3 separate regions of the Sus scrofa genome follow, and regions 1 and 3 are each linked to region 2. The links are chromatin contacts, called in public Hi-C and HiChIP or PLAC-seq maps. All regions are on one chromosome and are shown on one strand. The core of a region is the stretch at or near the end of the contact, and the rest is flanking DNA. Distances in the headings are between cores, read along the strand shown. Region 1 holds the start of MAP3K11 (mitogen-activated protein kinase kinase kinase 11). Region 2 holds the start of SSSCA1 (Sjoegren syndrome/scleroderma autoantigen 1). Region 3 overlaps LTBP3 (latent-transforming growth factor beta-binding protein 3).

What was found. A called contact is a pair of places that touch in the nucleus more often than the background predicts. HiChIP or PLAC-seq counts read pairs in DNA pulled down with a chosen protein or histone mark.
Region 1: a contact with region 2 is called in an H3K27ac HiChIP or PLAC-seq map of alveolar macrophages. The contact joins the promoter of MAP3K11 here to the promoter of SSSCA1 in region 2. A contact is called at or near these places in 3 of 5 promoter capture datasets (fetal liver, fetal skeletal muscle and liver), 10 of 47 Hi-C or Micro-C datasets (alveolar macrophages, embryonic fibroblasts, fetal liver and 5 more) and 2 of 2 datasets of contacts at active chromatin or transcription factors (alveolar macrophages and skeletal muscle).
Region 3: a contact with region 2 is called in a Hi-C map of embryonic fibroblasts, with 2.2 times the contacts expected there. The contact joins the enhancer-like site here to the promoter of SSSCA1 in region 2. A contact is called at or near these places in 2 of 5 promoter capture datasets (fetal liver and fetal skeletal muscle) and 4 of 47 Hi-C or Micro-C datasets (embryonic fibroblasts, epiblast stem cells, heart right ventricle and 1 more).

What each region holds. Positions count from the first base shown.
Region 1 is chr2:6,638,385-6,641,385 of Sscrofa11.1, reverse strand. It overlaps MAP3K11 (mitogen-activated protein kinase kinase kinase 11), which reads right to left and starts at 1,325. Exons shown (of 11, transcript XM_021082851.1): 1 at 1,136-1,325; 2 at 1-410. It overlaps PCNX3 (pecanex-like protein 3), which reads left to right and starts at 1,453. Exons shown (of 34, transcript XM_021082830.1): 1 at 1,453-2,124; 2 at 2,486-2,673; 3 at 2,914-3,001. The coding sequence starts at 1,972.
Region 2 is chr2:6,683,034-6,685,826 of Sscrofa11.1, reverse strand. SSSCA1 (Sjoegren syndrome/scleroderma autoantigen 1) reads left to right here and starts at 1,263. Exons shown (of 5, transcript XM_021082852.1): 1 at 1,263-1,369; 2 at 1,465-1,616; 3 at 1,749-1,833; 4 at 2,233-2,793. The coding sequence starts at 1,351. The coding sequence ends at 2,576.
Region 3 is chr2:6,716,263-6,719,272 of Sscrofa11.1, reverse strand. LTBP3 (latent-transforming growth factor beta-binding protein 3) reads right to left here. Exons shown (of 28, transcript XM_021082854.1): 19 at 2,148-2,276; 20 at 1,716-1,883; 21 at 1,443-1,526; 22 at 1,013-1,141; 23 at 771-908; 24 at 536-676; 25 at 229-390; 26 at 50-130. Among named protein-coding and RNA genes, the nearest start is that of SCYL1, 16 kb to the left of the region's middle. Within about 2 kb of position 1,317, at least 43 of the 83 cell types and tissues checked have an H3K27ac peak or open chromatin away from gene starts, as enhancers often do. A contact at or near this core is called in fetal liver, where this site is marked.

The DNA of each region.
Region 1 (3,001 bases), core at 76-2,575, 45 kb after region 2:
GGAGTGTCGCCTCCCGGCCCACCGCATCTCGGGCTTCCGGAGGAGGGCGACCTAGGGAAGCAGTGTGGTCAGGCTGGGGGGGTGGACCCCCAGGGCCTCCGATGTCTCACCATGGCCGGCACAGAGGGGCCCGGGCGTCCCTCAGTCCAGAGCAGTCCTGGGAGCCGAGCTCCAGCACCCGCCAAGTGAAAGGTGGGGCCAGCGAGGGGCAGTGCCTGGACTCCCGTTGGGTCTCTGCGCAGGGGGGTGGCTGGAGTGTCTCTAGGTTGAGCTGCCTCTTCCTGGCTCAGCTCTCGCGACCCGATGGCTCCAACCCCGTTCCCTTCTTCCTCCTCCCTTTGTACTTTGGCCCCGGGGGCGGGAGGCAGAGGTGGAGGGTGGAGTTTCACTTTTTTCCGCTGTTCTCTCTCCTGCAGGAAACAGCATCAGATGACGCGGGCGGGTAGCACCGCTCCCCTCCCAGAGGCTGCAGGGCGATTTGGTCTGGGAGTTACCGGGTAGGCGGGCAATGAGAGGCAGAAGGAGAGGAAGTGTAGCCCGTAGCCCCCACCTCCCGTGACAACAGGTTTAAGGTCGAGGTTGGTTTCTGCTAAGGAGGGACCGTCCCCGCCCTCTACGTCTGCATCTGTAAAACTGGGGGAAAGATCCTGGCTTGGAAGAGGGGCAAACCCGAGTGTGGTCTTGGCTCCGAAGTTGCAGGGCCGTGTGACCCTTTCTCTGCGCTTCATTCTCTTCATGTCTGAAACTGGGGCCAGGAGCTCCGCTTTGCAGAGCTGGCAGTGGGGGTAGGCAAGAATGGAGGACGAAACTGGCTGCACTTGGAGCTCTTGGAACGCGTTGTCTAAGATTTACTGCTTCCCTTCACCTGGGAAACAATTCATGCCTCTTTCCCAAGAAGGGATGGAAACCTGAGACTGTGCTCCTGAAATTTGTCCAGTGATGGCACTTGGAATAGCTAAATCGCTCTCGCAACCGCGCGACGGACCCCCTTGCCTTGAGCCTGTCACTTTAAGAAAAACGACACTATCCTATTTCGACTAGTCCTGCCTGTTCTCTCTACACTCTGAGTTTGAGCTCTGACCCGGAAGTAGAGGCCGCTCGTGACGTTTGACGTCCAGCGCTAAAAAGGGCGCACCTAGAGGGGCTTGCTCCAGTAGCGCACAACTGTGGCTTTAGCCCCCAGGGGTGTCCACGCCTCCATCCTTTTCCTCGCCTCTAGTAACTCTTCCCTCGCGTTCCGCCCAGTGATCGCGGCTAGGTTGGCATCGCTTAGGTGTGCGCATGCGCTCAAGGACTTGTGCCTTTTGGATCGTCCCTTCCTCAGCTGCGCAAGCCCAGCGGGCTCTCCCGCTTCTTATCGGTCCACCACCTCCCTGCGCTTGCGCATTCGAGCCGAAAGGTTTTCCTTTTCCGGGTCCCAACTGGTCTCGTCGGGCGCATGCGCCACTGCAGGTTGGCGGCTCGCGGCTCCTTCTTCCGGCCTCCCCCTTGGGTCGGCTCCCGCAGAAGCGGGGCGACCGCGGAGCCCAAAGCGAGTGACCTGTGACCCCGGAAGTGGACCTCAGGGTCCCGGGGCTCTCCCCGGGCCGGAACCGTGGGAGCCGTCGTCTGCACCCCCGGAGCACCCACCCCACGCCCACCTCTGGATGCCGCCGACCGGTGCCCGGCCCGTGCCCTGCGCCTGCCCGCCGGTCCGGCCCTTAGGAGCAGTTCTGGGCCGGGGGTGGGGGCCTGGACCCCACCCCTGATGCGGCTCCACCCCGGCTCTTGGGTCTCGCACCACTGACTGCCCTGGCCGGCCCCGCCCCCTGCCCGCACCCTCGCCCCACCGACCCCTCTCCCCCGCTGGGGGAGGCCATGGCGTGAGCGCGAGGTTGGGCCCCGGGGCCCTCGGGCGCCAGGCGGGGCATGGGCCGGGGGCCGCCCCCATGAGGGTCCCGGGAGGGGGGCGCGCGCAGCAGCGGCGGGGCCATGGGGTCGCAGGTGTTGCAGATCCTGCGCCAGGGGGTGTGGGCCTCGCTCACCGGCGGTTGGTTCTTCGACCCACACCAGAGCACCTTCTCCAACTGCTTCCATCTCTATGTCTGGATCTTCCTGCTCACCTTTCCTTTCTTGCTGTATATGGTGAGATGCTGCGGCCACCTGTAACTCGTGCCGGGGAAAGGGAGGGCAGATGTCACGAAGGGGTGCAACCTGGCAGGGATTCTGGGCTGTGGCTGGGGCGCTGGGGTGTGGGAAGAGGATTCACTGCGGAGTCTGGAGTGTGTGGAAGAGAGGCCAGAATTTCCCTGGCCTGGGTGACCTTGAATCTCACTTAATCTCATTCCAGTTATGCTGGAGATAGGGCTGCCTCGCAGGGTCTTTGTATTAGCAGCCGGCAGGCGTGATGGAGTTTAATGAATTTGTGTGTCCTAGTCCTGACTGTGGTGGTAGGTGGTAGGGACAGGGCTGTGTGAAGAGGGACCTGACTTGCTGCCGCCCCCAGGTCCTGCCCCCCAGCTTGATGGTGGCTGGTGTGTACTGCCTTGTGGTGGCTGTCATCTTCGCTACCATCAAGACTGTGAACTATCGGCTGCATGCTATGTTCGACCAGGGCGAGATTGTGGAGAAGCGCAACTCTACCATGGGGGACCCAGAGGAAGAGCCTGCCCAGGGGGACAGCAGTCTGCCCAGGTAGGCGGGGGCAGGGCCTATGCTGGGAATGGCGGAGTCTTGGTGCCTGGGCCTGAGCATTGGAGAATGAAGGGGCTTAGGGAACCTTGGCTTCATGAGCGAGCGGCCAGTTGTTCTTTGTGTTGGCCCTGGATTTGTAAGGGGGATCCCTGTGGAGGGAGAAGCAGTGGGGATGGCGGAGGACGAACTGTATGAAGAGAAAAGGGCAGCTCAAAGCTGATGTTCCTTTTCCACTGCTAGGGACCCCGGAGTGGAGATGACAGTATTTCGGAAAGTGAGTTCCACACCCCCTGTACGCTGTAGCTCTCAGCATTCCGTGTTTGGCTTC
Region 2 (2,793 bases), core at 14-2,513:
CAACAGCTCCAGTTGGACCCCTAGTCTGGGAACCTCCATAGGCTGCGGGTGGGGCCCTAAAAAGACAAAAAACAAACAAACAAACAAAACAAAAAACAAAAAAACCACACAAAAAAAAACTCCCTTAAGACTGTGAGGAGTTCCCTGGTGGTCTGGTGGGTTGATGATCCTGCATTGTCATTGCTGTGTCTCAGGTTACTACTGTGGTCTGGGCTCTATCCTTGGCCCTGGAACTTCCCCATGCTGTAGCACAGCCAGAAACAAAAAAACAAAAACAAAAACCCAAGACAAAAATCTGAAAGCATGTGCTCTCAAAGGAGATTGCCAATGAGATTGGTGGGGGTGAGGGGTGGGGGGGGTGGCTAAGTCCTAGCTCCTTCCCCATTGCCTTGGTGTACAGCCCTGAGACCCTAGGGCTGCCCTCTGAGGACACTGCCTGCTCCACCTGTCCTCTCCAAACGTATTCAGGGAGAGGACGTGTATGGAAAAAGAACAAAGAGAAAAAAAATCACCAAGGCCAATGTCCAGGGAGCACTAATAACTTGAACAGCACCCCACCCAAAGAGGGTAAGGTCACAGGCACGTGTAGCAAGCCCCTCAGCCCCACCCTACAGCATGGAATCGACTGCGCACGCCCAGCACAGCCACAGCTCCAGATTTGTTTTTTCTTTTTGAGGGTCCAAACTTCAACAAAACAAAAAGTCTGTTTAGGGGCTGCCTTTGCATCATCACCAGGCCTTGGAGGGGAGTAGGGGGTAGGCCAACTGGACTACAAAAAACTGTAGAAAGGGAGGGATCTTGAAATAGGCGGAAAGGTATAGAAAGCGAGAACGATCGCCGCCTGGCCTGCCTTGCCAGTTGAAGTGAGAAGCGCTTGAGGTCTCAAGAGGCTCCACGCGTGTGTAAGGGGCCATTTGTTATTATCAAGAGTGTCGTTATTGAGATAATGTCACTTCCCGGCTGGCCCCAGGTCCCGCCAGTGCGGAAAGAGAAACCCCGGGGGAGGTGGAGGCCAGCGGAGATTTCTCCAGCCATCCGCAGCAGGCAGGAAGGGCGACCGTACACAGCCACTTCCGGGTCCTGCGACCTAAGCGGTGGTATCACGGAGACGCCGCTCCTGAGGCCCCACCAGTCGAAAAGTTTTTTCCCGGAGCTCTCACCGAGAGCCGCGCCAGCGGGACAGGTTCCAGTCTGCGGCAGACACGCCCCACTCTGGGCATCGTGACGTCAGAGGAGCACAGTGAGCGCATTTCCGCCCTCTTCCTCCGCCCAACACGAGGGGGCGGGGCCAAGAGGAGGGCGCTCTGCTTGTGCGTCACTTCCGGTAAGTCTATCGGCGACAACGGCAACATGGCTCTGAACGGCGCTGGTGAGAACTTGGGCTGCGGGGGCCGGTGGTTGCGGGGTACGGGAGGCAGTCTGCTTCAGCAAAACCCTCAACCCTTCATGCCTCTCTTCCCCCAGAAGTCGACGATTTCTCCTGGGAGCCCCCGACTGAAGCGGAGACGAAGGTGCTGCAAGCGCGGCGGGAGCGGCAGGATCGCATCTCCCGGCTCATGGGCGACTACCTGCTGCGTGGTTACCGCATGCTGGGCGAGACGTGCGCGGACTGCGGGGTGAGGAGAGACTCGGGACGTGGGAACCAGGATGGGGCCGTGGGCTAGGCCGCACGGCCCTTCCTCAAGTCTCCACTCTGGACCGCATCGCCTAGCGTCTCACCCCTGCCCCGTATGCTTTCTGGCTCCTAGACGATCCTCCTCCAAGACAAACAGCGGAAAATCTACTGCGTGGCTTGTCAGGAGCTCGATTCAGACGTGGATAAAGATAATCCGGGTGAGGGATCGAGTGTGCTTGGTGAAGAAGTGTGGTGATAGAGGCTCAGGAACAGTACAGTAGGCCTGGAAGATGATTGATGGGCGGGGGTAAGGTGCTTTCTCCTTTCAGCTCTAGAAAGGACCACTCGTTGAGTAAAAGCACTAAAACCTACACTGTGTGCCCAACACCATGGGAGAGTCTGAGCTTAATTAGGCATAATTCTGATGAGAGAGATGAAGCAAGGACATAAATAATTGATACAGAGAAGAAAAGGAATGAGTTGCCTTACACAGGGGCAGGGAAAACTTCTGAAGAACAGAAAGAGCAGAACAGTGTAAAAGTAAAGAGTAGGGAGGTGGCTCGGGGCTGAGGCAGGCCAGGTATCCTGACCATTCCACTGGCTTTCTCCTCTTTTAGCTCTGAATGCCCAGGCTGCCCTCTCCCAAGCTCGGGAGCACCAGCTCGCCTCTGCTTCGGAGCCCCCGTTAGGCTCTCGGCCAGCCCCTCAGCCCCCAGTCCCCCGTCCAGAGCACTGTGAGGGAGCTGCAGCAGGGCTCAAGGCAGTCCAGGGGCCGCCCCCTCCTGCTGTGCCTCCAAATGCTGAAGTTGTGGCCTGCACACGGGAGGCTCTCCTGCAGAAGCTGGCCTGGGCCTCAGCTGAGCTGGGCTCTAGCACCTCCCTGGAGACGAGCATCCAGCTGTGTAGCCTTATCCGGGCTTGTGCTGAAGCCCTGCGCAGCCTGCAGCAGCTGCAACCCTAAAAGACCCCTCCTGAGAAGAATCCTCTAGAAAAACAGCTATTCCTCTTGTGTGGTTTGTTCTTTTCTTGGTTCTAAGTGTGCATGCAAGCCCCAGCTCCAGTCGTCTTTTTCCTACCTTTGGCCTCTCGTGCTGTCACAGTCTGTTCTCCTTGATGCCCTGAGAGATGAGTTGGGCTTGTTTCTGCTCAGTTTCCCAACTATAGAGATGATGGAGGAG
Region 3 (3,010 bases), core at 68-2,567, 33 kb before region 2:
CCGCAGCGACGGCCAGGGCCCCCGCCCCTGCCCCTCCCTCTACCCTCACCTCGCGGGGGCTTCCCCAGCAGCAGGGGGCTCGTGTCCCAGAAGGAATTGCTCTCACTCTGTGACGTCGGGCACTGGGACCCTGAGAAGGGCAGGGGGCGGTCATTGGTCTGCGGCATCCATTCACCCCAGCCCCCGCCCCCGAACTCCCTTGGGCCGATCCCTCCAGGGCCTGCTCACCGGCGCCGCGCGGCGGGCACGGGCGGCACTGGGCTCCCCATCCTCGGCCCTGGCGACAGCAGCAGTCGTCGAAGGTGAGGGCGGGCCCAGACACGGGGACCGCACACATGCCATCCTCTCCGCGCTGGCTCCAGCACACGTCCCGCCGCTCCGGGGCACGGTCTGTGGAAGGGGACCCAGTGTCAGGGAAGAGCCCAAAGCGGGGACAGCCTGCCCCCACTGCAACCCACCCTCGCGGGAACTGCGGCCCCGGGTCTCCACGTGGAGGAGAGGGCTCTGGAGAGCCCAAGACGACCCTCTCCCTCACCGGCCGGGCTTTCGGGGAGCTGGCAGTCGCGGCCTGAGGGCCCAGGTACCCAGGGCGGGCGGCACTCGCAGCGATAAGAGCCCGGCAGGTTGACGCAGCGGCCGTGGCGGCAGGCTGTGGGGTCCTGGCATTCGTCCACGTCTGCAGGCAGCGAGGGGATGGGTAGGGGTGGAAGTCACAGCTCAACTCGGCCAGCTTCCCTCCTGCTTCCCCAGCCTGCCGACCCGTGCCTCACCCATCTCCTCTGGGCTCAGACACTGCCGCTGCGCGGGGCTGTACTCGGCCGGGGGCGTGCAGGCGCAGCGGTAGCCACCGCGCGTGTTCTCACACACTCCGTTCCGGCAGTTAGACTCGTCCAAGCACTCATCCACGTCTGCGGGGAGGAGAAGCTCCAGTGCTTGGAACCGGCCCGGAGTCAGGTGACTGTGGGTGTCTCCACGATGCTTTCCCACGGCCACGGGGGCCAGCTGCACTCACCCACGCATTCCAGCAGGTTCCCGTCGTAGTAGAAGCCTTGTTTGCAATAGCACTCGTAGCCGGGCTGCGTATTCACGCACTTGCCCTCCTTGCAGATCTCCGCCCCAAACAATATGCATTCGTCGATGTCTATGGAGTGACAGGCCGTGGGCGCCCGCACTCTGCACCTGCCGGGCCACTCCGGCCCTGCGGCCGAGGACGTGTAGGCGGGGCTTACGTTGGAAGGGGAGGAAACCCTAAGCTAGGGGCTTTTCCGCCCGCGGTGATGGGGCGGGGCCTGGTGGAGGGGCGGGGCAGACAGTGACGGAGTGGGCGGGCCTTACCCCAGGGCGGGGAAACAGACCAGCCAGCACTGGCGCGATCCCGGCGGGCCAAAGCTCTGCCGTAGGAGCGGAGCGTGTCAGGCGGGCGGAGCGGTGTTGAGGCTTACCACGGTGGGCCGGGATGCCATAGTTGACGATATTGTTGTCCTGGGTGTAGCCCTTCCCGTCGGGGCAGAGGCTGTGGAACTCAGCTACGAGGAGACAGCGGCCGTGGGGAAGGAAGGAGGCAGGATTGAGCGCGTGCGTGCTGGCGGTCGGGCGCAGGTCAGAGCTCTCCGCCTCATTTCCCACCTACACAGGGAGGGGCCCTGTCCCCCAAAACGTTTCCAAATGAAGAAACCGAGGCTCTGGAAAGGGAAAGGGCCAGCTTGACTCCTGACCTGAGCTGTAGACTGGGCAGGGGTAGATCTCGCAGTGGTCTCCCCAACCAGCCCCCAGCGAGCAGCAGCACTCCTGCTGGGTGACATTGGTGGCCAGTACACTATCGCAGAACACGGTGTCGTCGAAGTTAAGGTAGCACTCCTTCTTGTGGTGGGGCTGCTCCACCTCTGAGGGGAGGGGAGAACAGCTCAGGGTCCAGCAGAATGTCTTCTTCGCCTGTCCACGCAGCCCACTCACCTCATCCCTCTGTTCCCCACCCCCCTGGCTCCCCTTGGCGGCCCTGGGAAAGCCAAGCTCCATTCTTGATGTGGCGTCCTTGCCCTCCTGCGAGGCCTGGCCCCACTGGGCTCTCCCAGGGGAAAGAGATTCTCCCTGATCCCCAGATACCAGCTGTCGCTCAGGGGAGTTGTCTAGATTGAGGGGGCACTCACCCTCACAGCCGTGCTGGTCCTGGGTGGGCGTGAAGCCCTCATCGCAGATGCAAACGTAGGAGCCCTGCAGGTTCTCGCAGGCCCCGTGGGGAAGGCACAGGCCTGGGTCCTGGCTGCATTCATCTATGTCTTCCCGAGTGAGGGGAGCAGAAAGAATGTCTCAGAAGGAAACTAGCCCCTCCTTCCCGGGAGTGTCCCTCAAGGGCCTCACATAAGTTTAGAACCTGAATTTCCACTTTGGCTTCAAAGCAAGCACAACAGGAAACCCACTTGCCCATGTCTCTCTGGGCACCTGGGTAGATGTGTGCACGTTTGGTGCTTGATACTTCACAAAACTTTCACCGGTTCCCACTGACAAGAGAATGAATTTCTAACTCAGCCCTGTATTTGAAGACTTTCAGTTTGGTCTCCCAATGTCTTTATTTTTTTTTTTTTATTTATTTTTTTTTTTTGGTCTGCACCCACGACATATGGAAGTTCCCAGGCCCTACACATCTATGCAATGCTGGATCATTAACCCACTATTCCAGGCTGGGGATTGAACCCATGCTGCCGCAGAGACAATGCCAGATCTTTAACCCGCTATGTCACAGTGGGAACTCCTGGTCTCCCAATATCTTTAAGTTTCATTACCCTTTACTCCAAACCACCAACACCCTCAATTCTATGTTCAGGGCACAGATGTCTGGTCTCCCTGAAAACACTGTTCCATCCAGATCTCTGTGCTTTGCAAATACTGTTCTTTGGGCCTAGAATACCATCCCATGCATTTCTCTGCTTAGGGAATCTATTTAGGCTTTAGGGAACCCTATTTATGCTTTAAGTTCCAATTCAACTGTCACTTCTCTGTTGTAACTAATCAC